Regions from separate parts of the Mus musculus genome. Here region 1 is linked to region 2. A link is a contact called in public Micro-C data. All regions are on one chromosome and are shown on one strand. The core of a region is the stretch at or near the end of the contact, and the rest is flanking DNA. Distances in the headings are between cores, read along the strand shown. Region 1 overlaps Megf6 (multiple EGF-like-domains 6). Region 2 holds the start of Tprgl (transformation related protein 63 regulated like).

Region 1 (6,004 bases), core at 3,273-5,772, 64 kb before region 2:
TTCCAGCCTGGCACGTCTGCCTCCTTGGAAAGGAGCCTCCTTGGGGATGATCACACGGTACCATCAATGATCCAGCACTGTGAGTGCCAAGAGCATAGTAGGGTGCTTCAGTCACTGTTCTTCCCATCCACTGAGACCAGGCTACCCCCAAGAGTTCAGTCCACAGGTACTTAAAGACTTGGGAGGACTCCACAGGAACACTGCTTCCTGGGGTCCAGATACTACACAGCAAGAGAGTCAGAGAAGGCTCTACTTCAAAAGGGGTGCAAGGACACAGCCATTCCAGGGGACAGGCATAAGAATCAGGGGTCTGAAGGAGCACCGTTAATCCTCCCTAGAGATCAGTACAGCTGGCCTGGGTCGGCTGCCGTCAGCCTTCTTAATCAGAGTTTCAATTCACTTCCCACGTTCCTTCCTCTCCCTAGAGACGGAGAGGACCTGGCTGAACTCTCAGGCAACAATCGTGCATCAGTGGGTGTGACAGACATGGGACTGGAGCCACTGTGACAGCTGAGAGCGGGTGAGACAAGCTTCATGGGAACCCTGATTTGGGGGAGCCTCCTTGGGGACGATGACATAGTGTCCATGAAGAGCTGGAGTCTCACGAACATTCCAAAACTATCTCGGCTCTACTCTTAAACCTCTACGGCTGGGGAAAGTCAGGAGCCTGGATCATCAGGCTGAGCCTCTCCCTCCGGGGCATCACTTGCAGAATCCCACACTGCATGGGAAGGTAGACCTGGAGACCTGAATCAGAAAGGGCTGCCAAGCCTCCTCCCCTGCCCCATGAGAAGCTCTGGCCACCATCCTGACAGCACTAAGTAAGACAGAATAATTCACCCTGTTACAACAACACAAGAACCTTCAGGCTACTCAGTTTAGAGTAAGGACTGGACCCATCTTACAGATAGGAATGTTTTAGAAATGAGCTCCAAGCCAGAGGGCAGCAAGAAAGGTAAGGTAAACTATGGCCTTGGAGCTTGCCTGAACTTGCAAGGAGCCCCCATTAGAACCTAGGTAAAGAGAAGGCAGAGGAGATTAATCACCCGAGACACAGGCTAGCCCTCCACAGGCAGAGCTGGCAAGCAAGCAGAAACTCTCCACCTATGATCTGCCTCTAACGCTGGCCTGGCAGTTGGCAAGCATGATGCTGGCCTCAGCCTCTGAGCATTTCCTGAATCCTCTAACGACTTAAGATCTGAGAGCCTATTTGTCATGGTTTACTGACAGAGGCCCAGGCTCAGACACACACCTTCGTGAGGGCTTAAGGAGATGTTCAACCCTCACTGGCACCGAAGGCGAGTCCTGGAGTGGCTTTGCCAATGCAGGGCGGCGATGACTGAGCATACAGAAAGGAGCTTTGTTGGGTCTGGGAAGATGTTTCAGATGTGTTTGCCTCATCCACATGAAGGCCAAGCAGGGTGACCTCCACATCTAGTCCCAGATCTGAGAAGGGGGAGATGAGGAGACTCCTGGGGCTCACTGGCTGCTGGCCGACATGGTGAATTCCAGACCAATGAGGAACCGTGTGTCAAAAAGAAAGTGAAGAAGCATCTACAAACACCACTACAGGACGGACGGACAGACGGACACACACACACACCAAACAAAATAAATATTGAAAAGCCTGATAGGTCTGCCACACACAGGCCGAGGCTCACCTGTTCAGAAGAACTAGTTCAAGACAGAGACCAGATCCCACCCAGCAACGCAGAGGCAGTGGCAGTGGCTAGTGTCACTATGGCCACCCAGTCCAGCTGAGTGGATTTGGCCCCGGCTCCAGCAGAGCCTCCCAGAACATGACATATATCAGCCTGAACCAGCTCTCAGGGTTGGGGCCAAGACACCTCCAGCCAGGCTCCCTTGCCAGTCCTGTTTCACGGCGACAATTCATCACTCTTGGTGGTTTCTGGGCTCACCCTGCCGTCCCCTCTGCACACACCTCCCTGCACAAGCAAGCAAGGCAGGCCTCCCCTTCTGGGACATCCTCATTTCCTACTGTCCGTGCTCACACGCGCAGGCAGCCTGCACCCGAGAACTGTACTGCCTCACGTCTGCCAGAGGAGGCTGGACTGGCAGGGGACACAGAGCTCAGCAGGCTCCTGGCTCTCAGCAGCCCCTTGGCCATGAGGTGACTTAGACCTCCAATCATCTCAAACTCGCAGAGCTGGGGCATGAACCCTGGTGGGGGTTGGGGGGGCAGGGAAGAGGCAGGAAGAGGAGAGAAGGCAGATGCGGCCGCCAGAACGCAAGGTTTGAGGACCATCCATGTCTGAGACACCATTCTGCCTCCGCCTAAGACTTGGTTCTCTGGCCATGCCCCTGCCTCTACCCACCTCTGTCAGATTACAAAGACCTGGTCTACCCTTAGGGACCCCAAACGGAGACTCCAATGCCTCGTACAGTAACACAGAAGCAGACCTAGTGCCCCAGGCTGCAATTCCAGCTTCTTAGGAGGGCTGAGGCAGGAAGATCCCAAGTTCAAGGCCTGCCTGGGCCACAGATCGAGGTCAAGAGGAGCCTGGAAAATTCAGTCAGACCCTGTCTCAAAGGTAGCTGTGGGTAAGGCTTAGTGGTAGAGAGCTTGGCTAGCACAAAAAAAGGCCAAGTTCAGCATCCCCCGTGGGTGGATGGACAGACAGCTTAGGCCTTAGGTCATTGGCCTTTCCTACCTTCTGTCTACCTCATGCCTGGGGCGCCTGAGTGGAAGCTAGCACTGTGCCCAGCTCCCATAAGTCTATGTCTCACTTGGAATGGGCATCAACACAGCACACCAGGTCCAGAGCACATGCTACAAACTCCGACTTCTGGGAGAAAGCTGATGGGACACACTCTCTAACGCACACCCGAGAGCATTCCTCTCCCAGACAGGGCTGGGAAGACAGCAAGACTTCCTCTGGAACTCCGTAGATCTTTAGGGGTCACCCTTTCCCATGCCTTAACAATATCTATCTAGAACCCCACTATACAGAGCTTCCAATCCACTCTTCTGAGCTATAAGAAATATGAGGTTAGCAGAGCCAGGTTCTGACCCACTGAATCACCCCAAAGCAAATGAGCAGAGTTGGGAATACTAGATAGAGAGGCCCCTGGATAGCAAGCCTACTCTAAGCACTGTGGCATCCTGACGCTGAATGTTTTGACCCACAACCTAATGCCCACGTGAGGGACTTCTGAGATGATTTCATGGCTATGGTGAGCCTTCCCTGCAGGCTCAGGAGATACCCTAGGCACGGAACCTCACTGCTTGGCCCCAGAGGCAGCAGGTTCTCTGGGTATCTTCCCTTGGGTAACTGCTGTCAGACAGGCACACAAGTGGTTGGCGGATCCAGCCAGCAACCAGAGGGATGCTGGGAATCTGCAGTGCCCAGGAGAGCCCTTGGCGTGGTTTTCCGTATGCCACTGAAGAATGGGGGATTTCCAGGCTCCCAAAGTTCAGATATGGCGAGGCTCTGGGAACATTAGACAGCTACCTCAGACTAGCCCCACCCAGGAAGCCATGGGGCTGGGGAGCCTGATTCCACCTTGGATGAGGAAGAAGCCAAAGGGCAGGTGGCACTCGGGGCGGGAAATAACCAGCACTTGGTTAGATGAACTGGCTCACAGGAAGCAACCCAGGGCCAGGCTGTATCAAGTCTTTCATCTGCTCCTTAAACCAGCTTAAGCATCACTCCCTCCTTTCAGAGGGAGATGCCTCAGGCGTATGGTGCTGAGGGAGGCTATCTGGGTTCTGTGACGTGGGGACACAGTGAGAGACTCTAGCCCACAAAGGTCCTGAGCACTCAGTATGCACAGCCTTCTCACAGATACAAGAAGAGGGGTGCAAGCTGTTCCCCAGAGCTGACTCACTAAGCCAGTTAAAATCATGAGCCATCTTTAATGCTCGGTCAAGCCGAAACCCAAGTCTGCTGGCAAGACGACCCGCAAGCAGAGGGGTGGGCTCTGAGGGCGTCTGCAGGAACCGGCTGCACAGGCGCAGAAACACAGACACAATAATCATTAAACACTTATCTGCCCTACCTCCCTTTAGGCTAGACACGTGGAGGAACAGGCCTCCTGCTGCCCCACAGCTGGGGCATGACCCTAGTGTTACAGCCACATTCCCCACCTCCAAGCTCCTGCTGGTTACAGGGAACCCACTCTTCTAGAATGTCTCATGCAGAGCAGACACCCCCGCCTCAATGCCTCTCCAGACCCCAACTTGTAGGCAGATGGTTCACAGATGGGCAGCTGAATAGCTGGAGATGGTGTGACATTTAACTGAGGTCATTCTAAGACTCAGACAGTGACCATCTGATACAGAGAGCAGAGACAGCCTCTTGACCCAGGCCCAGGACCCTGGACACTGATGGCCCCAAACGCTCCAAGGGACTCAGCTGTTCAAACCAGCCCTGGGCTCAGATGTGAGGGCAGCCAGAGAATGCAGAAAAGGGGAGGGGAGACTGAGAGGCTGGGGACAGCAGGGCCTCCTCATCCCCCTCTCCTCAGTTCCCCGAGTCTCTCCAGGATCTACTTCTGTCTGGTCTTGATTTTGCTGTCGGCCTGCCAGCAATGCTGGGGTGGAGTCACAGGGGCTGTTCAGAGCTGGCAAGCTGCTCTCAGCCCCAGGCCTCTCACAGTCTTTGACAGGCGAGGTTCCTATCAGTGTCACAGGGATGTGGGCCCTTCCCCCAGAGGGTCTTAGCTCCTAGTTCTAGCTTGAGCTTACCCCTGCTCCCACCACCCACTCTCTGTCTCTGCCCTTCCCCGGGGCAGAGTACCAGACAGGTCCTACCTTGGCACGTTTTGCCATCACCCTGCAGCTGGTAGCCGGGTGGGCAGCGACAGTAAAAGCCACCCACGGTGTTGCAGCACGGGCCCTCACAGCCCCCGTTGGCATTGGCACATTCATCCACATCTGTGGGAAGAAACGCAGATGAGCACTTGGCCAAGGAAACACGGTGTCCCCGAAGGATGGGGAGGGGCGTCAGACAACATGACAGGCCCCGTGGAGGGAAATGAACAGACTCAGGCCCCATTCCTCCACCCAAGCACCCAGGGAAGCCGCTCTCTTAGCATCCAGTGCAGCAGGTCTCCAGGACAGTATCTGAGCAGCTCATCGAAGGGAATCGACCTGTAAGAGCAGCTACAACCAGCGGTGTTGGCCCCGGAGCATCCTGTAGGCTCCGGGAAGATCACCTGTGCAGCATTAGGTTTTCCAAAGAAAACAGCCTCCCTTTGCTCCGAAGCTAGGATCCCACAGGACCCTGACAATGGACCCAATACCCTGGCCACACCATGACAGCTCTGGTTGCCTTTTATGCTCTTGTAATGAGGTGGAGCTGCGTCAGGTTAGGGAAGGCAGTGAGCATACAGCAGAGCTACCGGACCCTGACTGCCATGGCCTGAGCTCACAGCTCCTTTTCCTCTGATCAGCTCTTACGGGTACAGAGCACAGATGGCCGCTCTGAGTAGGTATACGGCTGAGATGGAGGACTCCTACCTGGGCTCAGCCTTACAGGAGAAACAGTGCTTAAACACCACCCAATCTGGCCAGCCTGAGACTGCAGGGGCCTTACAAATATGTAGACTCATCATGTGTTGAGTCAGTATTTTTGCCTCTGTCCACCCACCTGGTCATACCGCTTCATCTGAGTCCAGGGAGGCTCCGGGGAGGCTAACCCTCCAGTGTCCCCAAACACAGCCAACCTCGAGGCAGGCTCAGGGCAAGGGGAATCCCAACATGTCACAGGTGCACATAGATAAGCCTTTATTCCACCTGACATGTGCTGTTGTTAGGAAAGAAGCCAAATGCTTACGCTATACACAGGAAGTTGGCAGAACCAGGTGTGGGCACTCTCAGGTCTGAGATGGCTTAAAGCTCTCCTGGTGGTCCCAATATCTCTCACAGCTTGTCAGAAGGGTTCCTAGAAGAACCTCTCACAGCTAAGCTAAGGGCCTCAGAGATACGGGCAGTTGCATGAGGACCGTGGTGGCCAAAGGACACTGGCCGGCTGCCTCCTGA
Region 2 (6,293 bases), core at 994-3,493:
TTCCAGCAAGCCAGTCTGTGGTCTGTCCTGGCAGCCTCACGTAAGATATAATGGTGTTTATTCACAGTGTGGATACTGGAGACTCCTCACGGTAGTAAAGGATTTACACTTCTGTAGAAGCCAGGTTTCAGAGCGGACACCTGCTGCTCGTCCCCTCTGCTCCGGACAGATACAGAGCACCTGCTTAGCCGTGATCCTTTGAATGAGAGGCTCTAAGTGCCAGTATCAGAAATCCACCTGCCTCTGCCTCCTGAGTGCTGGGATTATAGGCGTGTGCCACCACGCCCGGCTGTAACATTTTCTTAATTGGTGAGTAATATGGGGGGGGGGGCTCTGCCCATTTCATGTGGTGCCACCTTAGGGCAAGGTAGTCCTGTGTTGTATAAGAAAGGCTGAGCCAGAAATAGATGATGTTTCTCTCTCACACCTAGGATTCATGCATGCCACAAACTTGACATTTGCTTATTTGTGTTATTAAACATTATTCTTATGTGCATTGGTGTTTTGTCTGCATATAAGTCTGTGTAAGGGTATTGGATCCTGGAGTTAAGAGTCGTGAGCTGCCATGTGGGTGCTGGGGATTGAACCCCAGTCCTTTGGAAGAGCAGCCAGTGTTTTTTGTTTTTTTTTTTAAAGATTTATTTATTTATTTATTATATGTAAGTACACTGTAGCTGTCTTCAGATGCACCAGAAGAGGGCATCAGATCTCATTACGGGTGGTTGTGAGCCACCATGTGGTTGCTGGGATTTGAACTTTGGACCTTCGGAAGAGCAGTCGGGTGCTCTTACCAACTGAGCCATCTTACCAGCCCTAAAGGTAGAAGCCTCCTTGATTTTTTTTTTTTTTTTTTTTGGTTTTTTTCGAGACAGGGTTTCTCTGTGTAGCCCTGGCTGTCCTGGAACTCACTATGTAGACCAGGCTGGCCTGGAACTCAGAAATCTGCCTGCCTCTGCCTCCCGAGTGCTGGGATTAAAGGCGTGCGCCACCACGCCCGGCGCAGCCAGTGTTCTTAACTGCTGAGCCACCTCTCCATCCCTGGCTTATTGCCTTATATGCACTTATCTATTCATCTCCCCTTTCTCTGTCAGCTTTCAGCACACTCTTCACATCCACAGCGGTCTCAGGAACCTCTGTGGGAATTCACGTCATCGTGGCTGCTCCCACCAGTGTCCCGGAGACCTCATTGGACTGGATTCTCTGACGAAGCCACACTGTAAAAGGTCCAGCAGGCTAAGGAGCCCTCACAACGGTCAGGAGACAGACTACAGGCCTGAGCTGTATCTTGGGCTGTCATTCACTGATGAGTCTAACCTATGTCTTGGTGACTGTTAGAAAAGACTTTTGGGCCACACTATCATAGCGGTCCATTAGCTCCATCAACCCAGGCACACTGCTGGCACCCCCGTGGGAGCAGGAACTCAGGGACATCTCGCATGGCTTCTGTCCCAGGGAGAAGCTGCAGGGCCCAAGAGCATCCTACGGCGTTTCCTTCCAACTCCCCCCACCCCCCGCCCCAGCAGCACTCTTCGGTGACATGGTAGCTTACTTGTGCGTATCATGCCCAATATAAAGAACCCTCTGACAGCCACCTCTGACCTGCACACACTCCTATCTCCAGTGTGCACACACCCTATAAACCCACACTCCCAAGGTGACCACGCCCAAGGAGTGCAGCACACTCCTGAGAAGCCTCTATCTGAGGTGCCCCGACACAGTGTCCACAATCCTCAGACGCGCACACACCCATTCCCACGCTTTCACAATCCTCAGACGCGCACACACCCATGCCCACACTTTCACACTCCCCAGGCATGCACACCTCCTAAGTGCGCCGCACACCTCCGCCCGAAGTGCACCGTAAGCCCGAAGGTGAAGGGCACGGAGCCAAGCGAGGACACACTGTCGGGGCAACGCCCTACGCACGAGCCCCCAAGTGCCCCCTTCCGCGCGAGTCCATGGCGTCCCTTTCCCCGTTCTCAGCCAGGAACCCCCGACCGGCATTTTTTTTTTTTTTAACTCGCCCTTCCTGTAAACAGGAAGTGGCTCCGCGCGTGGCGGCAGCTTCCGGCCCAGGAGGGGCCGCCGTAATCATGAACGGCAGCACTTTAGACCCAATTGCAGAAGACAGCTTAGGGGAAAGCCAATCGCGAGACGCAGTCGACGGAGCTGGAGGCGGGTCCGGAAGGCGGGCTCTGCAGGACTCAACCAATCACAAGGCGAACGAGGGAGGGCGGGGCGCGGCCGGGCGGACGCCGGGGCGGCGGCCGTCGGTGGAGGCTGCCGGTGGCGGCGCGATGCTGCAGCTGCGGGACACGGTGGACTCGGCGGGCACGAGCCCCACGGCGGTGCTGGCGGCCGGCGAGGACGCGGGTGCGGGCCGGCCTGGGGCGGGCACACCGCTGCGCCAGACGTTGTGGCCGCTGAACGTCCACGACCCTACACGCCGCGCCCGCGTCAAGGAGTACTTCGTGTTCCGGCCCGGCACCATCGAGCAGGCGGTCGAGGAGATCCGCGCCGTGGTACGGCCCGTGGAGGACGGCGAGATCCAGGGGGTGTGGCTGCTGACCGAGTAAGCCGGCGCGAGGGGACTGCGGGGACACTGGGCGGGGGCGGGCGGGGGCAGGCGGGGCTCTTGGTGATGGGCGGCCCCTCTCCTCTCCAGGGTGGACCACTGGAACAACGAGAAGGAGCGGCTGGTGCTGGTCACCGACCAGTCGCTGCTCATCTGCAAATATGACTTCATCAGCCTTCAGTGCCAGCAGGTGGTCAGGGTGGCGCTCAGCGCGGTAGACACCATCTCCTGTGGAGAATTCCAGTTTCCTCCGAAGTCGCTCAACAAGTAGGTGCACCAGCGCACTACACGGCAGGGCCCCAGCGGATCCTGTAAGTGGTATTGACCCACTCTCTTGTGAGGTAAAGGTCTCATCTTGAAGAACCAGTGGAAAGGACCTTTAAGTAGAGGCTGGTGATTTCCGGGTTGCTCAGTACCTCCTTGAAAGGGATGCTGGCACAGTCGGCCACTCTGTCCCCACTAAAAACCATTCATTTAAATACCGTTAAGATACATGGAATCAGAGCCCACTGTCATAAGCTATGTAGGGAGTCTGGGAGTTTTAACTCCAGCAGGAGGGAGACACAGGGCATGTGCTCAGTATTACTAAAAATTCGATACATCGCAAAACACCTAACAGCCTTCAGAGACTGGTTGGCTTGCTATAAAAGAATTATTTGACTAGGGACTCCAGGAAGCTAATGGCTACTAACTTAAGCATCATTCAGTAACATTAAGAACAAACACGGCCATAATTAGGCCAGGTTGGACTGTGTGCCGGTTTCATAGGCTGCAAAGGAGGCTCATTAACTTGTTACGCTTTGGAAGTGTGTGAAGCTGTTAGTGGAGGCCATTGTTACACTAGGTCACAGGTTCCCCAGCCATCCCTGATACTGAATGCAATGTTGTATTCCTGTGGTAAGCAAGGCTTTCTCCCCCTCCCCCATCAGGAGAGAAGGCTTTGGGGTTCGCATTCAGTGGGACAAGCAGAGCCGCCCTTCCTTCATCAACAGATGGAACCCCTGGTCTACAAACATGCCCTATGCCACCTTCATAGAACACCCAATGGCTGGCATGGACGAGAAGACAGCGTCTCTGTGCCATGTAAGCAGGCCAAGGCCACTGTCAGTGTGAACCCTGGAGGTGCAGTTCCACAGTAGGAAGCTAGGTGGTGCTGTTTAAGAACAGAGTCACCATCCCATTGCAGGATGCTCAGTCTGGACTGGGTGGGTGAGCGAGCATGGGAAAAGCCCACAGTACTGGCGGGGCTTGGCAGGTGCTGCTGGTGACACAGGTACTCTGGAAGTTCCCAGGAGAGGTGCTGAGGGAGCGCTGAGCATTCTGCACAGTTAGAGTAGGGCTGAGAAAGCCCTGTCACTTGGTGACATCATAGTCCTCATGAATTCCTCCATCTGTGATGCTACCTGTCAGTCAGTGCACAGCACACCAGTGCAGGCAGCGTGTGCAATTACAGCATCACCTGCTTAGTGAGGTGCACTCCAGAGCATGTGCGTCTGTAAAAAAGATTTTCCACCTGTTGGCACTGGCAGTACCTTGTCTCAGGCTGCCGAATCTCCTGACTGCATCTTTAGAGATAGACTGGTACTCTCTAGGTTGGACTTAAGGCAGGTCCCTTCATGATGTTTGTACATGATGAACCACCTGATGACACAGCTCATAGGGCCCAACCTGTCATTGGTGATGTCATCACTATGTGGTATTTGGGAGGATTTGAACTCAGAATCCTCGTTTCCCAGTACTGCTGTCTTGGCATGAGGTTAAGGCTCCATGTTTATTCTCTTCAAAGTTGGAAAGCTTCAAGGCTCTCCTGATCCAAGCTGTCAAGAAGGCCCAGAAGGAGAGCCCACTGCCAGGGCAGGCGAATACCGTGCTGGTGCTGGAGCGCCCCCTCCTCATCGAGACCTACGTGGGGCTCATGTCCTTCATCAACAATGAAGCCAAGCTGGGCTACTCCATGACCAGGGGCAAGATAGGCTTCTAGACAGCTGCGTCCCGGAAACCAAGGTGGTGGGGACTCCCTGTGCCACCTCATGCCACCCACTGGCTGGAGGGAAGGAGGGCATGTATCCGATTAGAATAGTCAAGTGGATTATGTATATTTAGTTGGATATTGGACATCTTGGCAACACAATCTTACAAAGGCAGATTCAGCTGCCCCCATACCACTGTGTTCCTTCTGTAACGCCACGTTCTCCCTCCAGCATGCCGAGCACAATGTCCACCCACTTGTGCTGTGTAGACTGTTGCATACAGCTGAGTACAGTGAGCGGCTTCTGCACATATTTAACTCTCCCTATATATTAACTCTCAAGTGCTGTATTTTAAAATTCAGCCCGTTTTTTAAAAAAGCTAAATACAGTAGCAGCCAGCAGCCAGTCACTAAGAAAGACAGTCTGCCTGGCAGCTCCTGGTGAACCTGCCTTTCTGTGAATGTGTCTGACTTAGAATCACACTTTATAAATTAATCCAGGTTGTGTTAATACAGCAGTTTTCCTAGGCCCAAAAGGTTACTCTCATAACATAAGCTAGCCCCTTCCGGAAGTCATGGTGGTGGGTTTCTATCATCCTGTCTCTGTTTAAAAGGGACTGAATAGTTGGGTTTTAAAAGTGCATGCTATAAACAGACGAGCATCCTAGAGCTCACTGAGCACTGCTGAGCTTTGACACGCCAGCCACACACAGCTTGCTGCTGTCGTTCTAGCCTTGCCAGTGCACTGTAGATGCTGGCCTGTCACTCTATACCTCTCGCTTTAGTTAACCGGCATGGATGTGACCGGAATGCCATGGCCTATCCAAGAGGAAAGGTGACCTCAGATGCACCTGTTTTCAGCCTGTGCTTTTGTTCTAGTAAAGACATTTAAACCAAATGGAGTTGCTCCTTTTTGAAGTTATTGTCACAGAATCAGGAGTGCCAAAGACTGTCTTGAGGACTGAAGTCTGGCTGACTGAGGACCCTTGTGAGCATGGTCCTCTTTACAGAAACTCAGATACACAAGTGTGCAGTCCTGGTGGGAACCCTGGTCACCAGTACAGACATACTGGTCTGTCTGCTTTCAAGGCACTTACTAGAGATAGAGAGGTTTGGGTGGGCTGAGCTCTTCCACTCTACCAGGCAGTGACCCAGGCCTCTCTGCAGAATTCACTTGTAAGGCCAGAGACCTGCCCAACTGTTGTGGGATTTACAGCTCACACGGGGACAGGCACAGGTGCGGGGCACTTCTGAGTACATCCAGCTGCAGGAGGGCTGGCCAGTCTGACATTAGTCCACCTTGTTCCAAAGCCCACTGACAGAAAACCCCTCAGGGAATGCTGACCCTGCCTACGAATGAGTGTGGCACTGACCATTTCTTGATGCCAGGAAGTAGCTGTTAGAGCTGAAAGCCAGCATCCCTACACCCATCCTCGGGTTCGCTACTGGCTTCAGAGTCTGCAAGGCCATGAGGCAGGCTTGAGTCCTTACTTCAGGATTCTTTATCCTCCCAAGACCTTGGGTCTGTGAGCTAAGGCCTTGAAGAAAACAACCACCACTGTTCAATGGATTAGCAAATACCTACTTTACATAACTTTATACATATTTACAGAAAACTGGGCAGAATAGCCCATCCCATCTGGAGAACCTGTGCAGCCGTTAGCTCACGTTGGAATCAGCAGTCTACTGCCTTGGTTTCCACTCAGGTCCTAGGCATGCCGTCCCGCTGTTCGTAGGCTGTGCCAACCC

The links. Hi-C and Micro-C count contacts between places; a contact is called where the count stands out from the background.
Region 1: a Micro-C map of stem cell-derived motor neurons shows a contact between it and region 2, with 3 times the contacts expected there. The contact joins the enhancer-like site here to the promoter of Tprgl in region 2. A contact is called at or near these places in 2 of 39 promoter capture datasets (cranial neural crest and frontonasal cranial neural crest), 19 of 484 Hi-C or Micro-C datasets (the 63-12 cell line, the AML12 cell line, LSK cells and 16 more), 3 of 115 datasets of contacts at active chromatin or transcription factors (craniofacial prominence and embryonic stem cells) and 3 of 9 other capture datasets (adipose tissue, liver and pancreatic islet).

Annotation. Positions count from the first base shown.
Region 1 is chr4:154,222,994-154,228,997 of GRCm38.p6, reverse strand. It overlaps Megf6 (multiple EGF-like-domains 6), which reads right to left. Exons shown (of 37, transcript NM_001162977.1): 4 at 4,775-4,897. Among named protein-coding and RNA genes, the nearest start is that of Megf6, 55 kb to the right of the region's middle. Within about 2 kb of position 4,522, at least 39 of the 459 cell types and tissues checked have an H3K27ac peak or open chromatin away from gene starts, as enhancers often do. A contact at or near this core is called in craniofacial prominence, palatal mesenchyme and stem cell-derived motor neurons, where this site is marked.
Region 2 is chr4:154,156,634-154,162,926 of GRCm38.p6, reverse strand. It overlaps Tprgl (transformation related protein 63 regulated like), which reads left to right and starts at 2,243. Exons shown (of 4, transcript NM_026388.2): 1 at 2,243-2,572; 2 at 2,666-2,842; 3 at 3,505-3,658; 4 at 4,362-5,442. The coding sequence starts at 2,298. The coding sequence ends at 4,556. Wrap73 (WD repeat containing, antisense to Trp73) reads right to left here. Exons shown (of 12, transcript NM_021499.2): 12 at 6,109-6,293. The coding sequence ends at 6,247.